Regions from separate parts of the Mus musculus genome. Here region 2 is linked to region 1. A link is a contact called in public Hi-C data. All regions are on one chromosome and are shown on one strand. Each heading gives the region's core, a stretch centred on a gene start, on an enhancer-like site or on the middle of the called end of the contact. The rest is flanking DNA. Distances are from core to core; before and after follow the strand shown.

Evidence for each region. Hi-C and Micro-C count contacts between places; a contact is called where the count stands out from the background.
Region 2: a contact with region 1 is called in a Hi-C map of the C2C12 cell line, with 2.4 times the contacts expected there. The contact joins the enhancer-like site here to the promoter of Ccdc190 in region 1. A contact is called at or near these places in 5 of 484 Hi-C or Micro-C datasets (the C2C12 cell line, embryonic fibroblasts, embryonic stem cells and 1 more).

What each region holds. Positions count from the first base shown.
Region 1 is chr1:169,927,398-169,930,677 of GRCm38.p6, forward strand. It overlaps Ccdc190 (coiled-coil domain containing 190), which reads left to right and starts at 1,542. Exons shown (of 4, transcript NM_001033185.2): 1 at 1,542-1,606; 2 at 2,522-2,763. The coding sequence starts at 2,577. Gm39699 (a long non-coding RNA gene) reads left to right here. Exons shown (of 3, transcript XR_865723.1): 2 at 424-632; 3 at 913-1,191.
Region 2 is chr1:169,774,976-169,778,255 of GRCm38.p6, forward strand. No RefSeq gene overlaps it. Among named protein-coding and RNA genes, the nearest start is that of Gm22114, 23 kb to the right of the region's middle. Within about 2 kb of position 1,831, at least 13 of the 459 cell types and tissues checked have an H3K27ac peak or open chromatin away from gene starts, as enhancers often do. A contact at or near this core is called in the C2C12 cell line, where this site is marked.

The DNA of each region.
Region 1 (3,280 bases), core at 292-2,791:
GTACCAGAAGTGCCACAATGAGGTCAGCTCTGGGGTACTTGGATAGCCCTGGGGCTAATTATATCTGCTGTTAATTCCTTCTCCTGTGAGGAGTTTTGAACAAGGAATGAGTCAGTACTCAGGTGACTTCCTGTAAATCTGCTTTCCCACCTTAATTTGTAAAATAAAGGAGAGCTGATGATTGGGCAGATAAAAGGGAAGGTGGAGCAGAAGGTGAGGGAGAGAAGAAGGAGAAAATGGAAGAGGGAGAGGACACAGAGGAGGAGGAGGAAGAAGAAAAGCAGAGCAGAAGAACATGGCTTGGAGAAACTACAAGTTCTAAGGGGTCACATAGATGTGGAAGATGGTAGTGTAGGGGTTGATCTGCCCAATCTAGGTGCACAGCATGGATTCATATTAATTGAGTTGTGCTTTCATTGCCAGGGCATATTTGGGCTGGATATTTACCGCTTCATGGGGGCAACAAAGCTCTGTTGCTATGCACTTCACCAGGCCTGCCGATGGGGACTAGAGTGCCAGTTTCCCTTATGCGGCACCCCACTTTCTGTAGTAATTGTCTTGGAGATTGTGCCCTACTTGTTTAAATCCTGGAGAGGAAGAACTTGTGCATGGGAGAAGCACTGGCTGGGAAGGTATCATTTCCTACTTAGAGAACAATGACCCGCCCTCCCTCTCTCACCTCCCCAGTAATCTCTTTAGAATAGTTTGTTTGCCGGGTGGTGATTGTGGGTAGTAGGGGCTGCTTAGCTGCCTTTCATAAACTGGGATTACTGGGCCCCAGTGTTGGCAGCTGTCTTTAGACTGTGGAATCTTACTGCCTCTCATTCTCAGAAGGATCCCCAAGGAAACAGTTAGAGTCCCATCCAGTATCTTCGTCTATAACCCATAGCTCAACTCTATTCTCTGCTGCAGCTCTCCAAACGTGAAGACAAAAGTTGATTCAAAAATATATATCACTTCATCTCGTGCTGTGTCCAAGCCTTTGAAAATCTAAATAAACTTTGAAATGCACCGAACAAGGCTGGAAGACTGGAAACACCCAGCGTGGAGCGCAATAACGTAGAATAAGCAAATTCAATGCCTTTCTGTGCAAAATGTGCCCAGTCATGAATGGGAAGGCAGGGTGCTTTCTTTTGGTTTCCAAGAAGCCAGAAAAGGGGTGGGAGATGGGGCGGGAGGAGGGGCAGGGGCAGGGGAGGTAGAAGCGAAGCAGAGGGAGGTGGAAGAGAAGAGACTGGTTACAAACAGTGAGGGACTCTTGGCTTTCATTCTTGGCTCCCATGGACACGGCCTAGGAGCACCGCAGGCCTCCCTGGGGAGGGCTGGAAGTTGGCAAGCTTCCTTTATCCTCAAAACAAGTTAGAGATGTGGCCTCTTCAAGAGCAAATGGGACCCAAGGCTCGAGGAGTCGACGGCATTCCTAACCAGGGGTCGCAGGAGGAAAGGACAGAGCTTTCGAGTGTAACTAACCTTCTCCTGGCCCCGCCCCCTTCCAGCCCCCTTCCCCACCCTCACCCCCCTTTACACAGGCTCACACGCTTAGTGAAGAAAACAAGCTTGGAGCCAAAGAAACAAAGATTTTCCTGGTGAGGAGCTGGGTTTGCAGGTAAGTGCTACCCCCTGTATTTTTGGGTGAAGCTTTAATCTATACTTCAGAATCTAAATCAAACTGACTCGAATTCGGCTCTTAAATTAGAGCTGCCTTGTGTCTGGCCTTAGCCCCACCCCACCCCCTTTTTTGACATTTCAATTTTTTTTTCTTATTCACTTTACATTCCACTCACTGATCCCCCTTCCCTCTCACCTCCTCCCACAATCCTTCCTTCCTTACCCCCTTCTCCTCTGAGTGAGTAACCCCCTCCACCCTCTTCCCCCTACCCTGGCACTTCAAGTCTCTGAGAGGCTAAGCGCCTCCTCTCCCACTGAGGCATCCCAGCTGAAAGAGCACATCCCACATACAGGCAACACCTCTTGGGACAGTCCCCCGCTCCAGTTGTTTGGGACCCACATAAAAACCAAGCTGTACACCTGTTATATATGTGCAGAGTCCTGGTCCAGCCCATTTACGGTCTTTGATTGGCCGTTCAGTCTGGGAGAGTCTTGAGGGTGCAGGTTAGTTGATTCTGTTCATCTTCCTGTGGAGTTCTTATCACCTTAGTGGCTGTAAACCTTCCTCCTATTCTTCCATAAGAGTCCCCAAGCGCCATCCACTGCTTGGCTGTGGGTGGATGCCCTTCTTTAATGCTAATCTTTTCCTGAACTACTACCACCAATACCTAAGGGAGAGCACCTGACCTGACTGACCACTATCCCGCATGCATTCTGTGTTGTAGCCCTGAGGTGAGTATTGGCAGGGACTCTCGTTCCTTCCTGAGAGTGCTACTGGAGTTAAGAAGGTAGAGGTGTGGGTTTGGATGTGGAGACTTCATCTGACTAGGCAGTTTAAGATTTAATAAAATTAGATTTCAAACTAATCAGTGACCAATGACCAGAAGCCACCATGCTGACCTTGTTCTTTCAGGTTATCTGTGGTCCCTGGAGGACACTGGCTTTACTGTCACCCACGCGTGAGGAAGATGGACAGAAGCATGGTGAAGGGACCTCTGTATAAGCAGTTTGACTTGGAGAGAAAGAGTGCCAGGCAAGCAGAAGCCAGACTCAGCCTTAGACTGCAAAGGCTGGAGATCATCTGCCTCTATCACGTGAAATCGCTAGCCAGGGAGCAGAGACAGCTTCAGAAAGAACTGCAGCGCCTGCAGCAAGGTGAGGCTCTGTCATGAGTGGCAATGGGCCCCCACTTCCAGTCCTAAGGAGTAATTTACTGGGGGAGGTGGGGGAGGGCACAGCCCCCGCCTCACGGTGGGATGCTCATTAACATTATCAGGTAGCTGCGTGTTTATAAGATCGATATAAAAAGAAATACCCTGTGCTTTTATGAATCCCATTCAAAAATATTCTCAATGCTAAAATGGAGTTATTTCTACGGTAAGGAAGGAGCCCCCTGTTCCTGTTAGAAGGCTCAAGGGTTGTATGAGCAGAACCTAGGAGCAGAAGAGAGAGGTGATGCAGGAGAGGGAAGTTGCCAAGTGATGCGTGGCTGGGTACCAGCTGACCATGCTTAGCAGAAAGGAAGAGTGTGTGCAAAGGGATAGACAAAGTATAGTTTGCCACAAATGGTTCCGCATTGCTGAACTGCTCATGCAGTTTCTGAACCCGTACTAACCAGGCAGCGACTCCAGCCATAGCTTCACAAGGGTAGACCCCATCCTACAGGGGCTGG
Region 2 (3,280 bases), core at 581-3,080, 150 kb before region 1:
GGGTTGTGTAAAGTCAACACACTCCAGTGAGTTGAGCTTGATTTTTTCCCACAGACCCTGTTAATATTGTGTATTGTGTCTAAATTGTATACTTCAGTGTTCCCAAGTAGACAGGGAAGATGATACCTGTACTGGCTGGATTTGTGTGTCAACTTGTGACAGGCTGGTGTTATCACAGAGAAAGGAGCTTCAATTGGGGAAGTGCCTCCATGCCATGAGATCCAGCTGTGAGGTATTTTCTCAATTAGTGATCAAGGGTGGGTGGGCCCCTTGTGGGTGGTGCCATCCCTGGGCTGGTAGTCTTGGGTTCTATAAGAGATCAGGCTGAGCAAGCCAGAGGAAGCAAACCAGTAAGTAACATCCCTCCATGGCCTCTGCATCAGCTCCTGGTTCCTGACCTGCTTGAGTTCCAGTACTGATTCCCTTTAGTGATGTACAGCAGTTTGGAGGTGTAAGCTAAATAAACCTTTTCCTCCCCACCTTGCTTCTTGGTTATGATGTTTTGTCCAGGAATAAAAACCCTGACTAAGTGTGATTGTCTGTATATTCTTGGACCAGGGAGTGGCACCATCTAAAGGTGTGGCCTTGTTGGAATAGGTGTGACCTGGTTGGAATAGGTGTGTCACTGTGTGTGTGGGCTTAAGACTCTCACCCCAGTTGCCTGGAAGTCAGTCTTCCACTAGCAGCCTTTGGATGAAAATGTAGAACTCTCAGCTCTGCCTGTGCCATGCCTGCCTGGATACTGCCATGCTCTCACCTTGATGATAATGGACTGAACCTCTGAACCTGTAAGCCAGCCCCAAGTAAATGTTGTTTTTTATAAGACTTGCCTTGGTCATGGTGTCTGTTCACAGCAGTAAAACCCTAACTAAGACACTAAGATAACACCCTATAAGGAGAATTTAATTTGCATTTCCTACATATGAGGTTTAGTTACTCCTTAGTGTACATTGAATATTTAGAATAATTTTTCTCTTGACGTCATTTTCATTTGAATTGTCTGTCAAAGAGAAACTGACTTTGTCAAGTACTTATAGGCTTATTTTTTTTAAAGCCAGCTGAAAGCAATCCAGGTTTCCATCAATAGGTTACAAGTTCAGAGCTTGCGGTCCACCCATACAATGAGATACCATGATCTGAGTGTTGGCAAAAGGAGACAAATTGCACAGTTTTGACAAGATGCCAAAGATACAGCAAGTGAAACAGCAAATGTTGCTATACACTTTCATCTTAGCAAGTTCATCGAATGTAATCAGACAATGCTTCAGATACACAAAAATGGCCTAGGGAAAAAGAGTTAAGTTTCACTTCTCAACAATGACCACGTATACAATGACGATGATGATGATGAACTTTACGTGATTGCATTGTTAAAGTAATTTGCTTCTTAGGAGACACAGTAATAGGCTAGTCAGACTCCATTTTCTACATCATGTAACCCCCTAGGCAAAAACAATACATTTTTCAGCAATATTAGATTTCCAAGGGCAGGCACTGACATTTTTCTGTCAAGGGGAAATCTCTGTCAAAGCCTCAGGATGGTGAAGTGGGAAGCTGAGCTGAGGAAATACCTGAGATCCACCTCCACATAAATCGAGGAAGCTGCCTTCGCTTCCGCTTACTAACAATGATAATACCAGCTTTCATCATCTGACTACACAGAGGCTTTCACCACCTTTTCAAAGCTAAGGTCAAGGTAACTCCAGCAGGGAAGAGCAGACCCATAGCAGAAGACAAATCCCCAGAAAGGAGACACTGCTGGGAGCAAAGAGAAGCCTTTGTGGGCAGATGATTCAGCAGACAATCACCCAGGGGAATGTCCCAACCACCAGAGGCTCCTGGCTGCGTAGGGAACAAGAGAGTTCAGAGAACCACTCCAGCGCCTCAAGAGGCAGGACTTGTGCTATGCCGACCTTGCCCTTGAAGAATCCCTATTGGAAAATGCACTTCCCTAGAAATTTAAGATCGTGTATTTGTTTAAAATTGACACACATTTTTTTTCTATTTTCTAACCCATCCGTGTTGCTCATATCTGAACGATCGTTTTTATTCCCTATATTTACAGTAATATCTGCTATGTCATTGGAAATGAACAGTATATGTCTTAAATGTTTTCAGTAGCTCCTGGGAAGAGAAGTATTCTTGTTGATGTTATTTAGTCTTTTCACTGGAACTTCCTTAGCTGGAAAAGAAAAATCATAATCCCATCACTTTGGAGTTGAGTGACAACTAAATGGGGCAGGGGCAGGAAGGTATGAAATGTATCCTGGTCCATGTGACATGATAAATGTTGATTTAAATGCTAAATTTCCTCCTTCAAAGCTGTTTTACAACATGGAAAAAAAAAACACTTCCAATTTTTAGTGAAAATTATTTTTCTTCTATATGCCAAAGGAAGCAAGACAGAGTTTTTCCAGAAATTTGAAGCATCAATGTTCAGGGCAGTTATGGAAACAAGTCTCTGAAAATTACTTGTTTCTGTTCTACCATCTTCACTACCTTGTTTCCTGTTCAAGCTTGCCAAATGATCCAGTATGGTGACTTTATGTTTTCTTTCCTGACGGCTACCATATTTAAAATTCAAGAAGAAGGGGAACACAGAGGGGAAGTGCTAAAGGCCAAATCTGGGGAAGATCTTTGTCTGAAGATGGTTCCGGAGGCTTCCTTGGTAGTCAATCTACCTTCAAAGTTGACTGCACTGTCTAAAGTTTCAGTTGAAAAATGATGTTAACATGAATATGAGGTACTGTTATAAGAGCACAAAGAATTAATCTTGAGTGGGCAACATAGTAATCTGCTCCAGATATCAACGTTAATATATTAATGTCCAGCCTTGGGGAGTGCACACTTCTGGGCTTATGATGTAGGTAGTATCTTGCCCATGATTAATCTTGATTGTCAAGATGACACTTTATAAAAAGTAGCATGAGCTTAAGAAATGTTCCTCTAACAAAGCTAAAATATCAACAGAGAAGGCCAGCAGTGAGCTGCCTCCTGTTTCCAAAAATAGAAACTCTCATACATCATTTTAGTACATTTTTAAATAGAATAAGAAAGGCGAAGTTGGAAAAAATGAAATGGTCAATGGTCTGACAGACTTGGGATCCCAGTAAATCTCGAGTCTGGAGACATCAGTTTGAGCTGAATTTTTACTGACTTTTTGGTTCATCAAAATATGAGCTTCAAACTTTTATATCACTGCTACTTTTCTCTTCAAAGATAAACTTCTGGCTTGAAGGCACATTATATATAATATAATATAATATAATATAATATAATA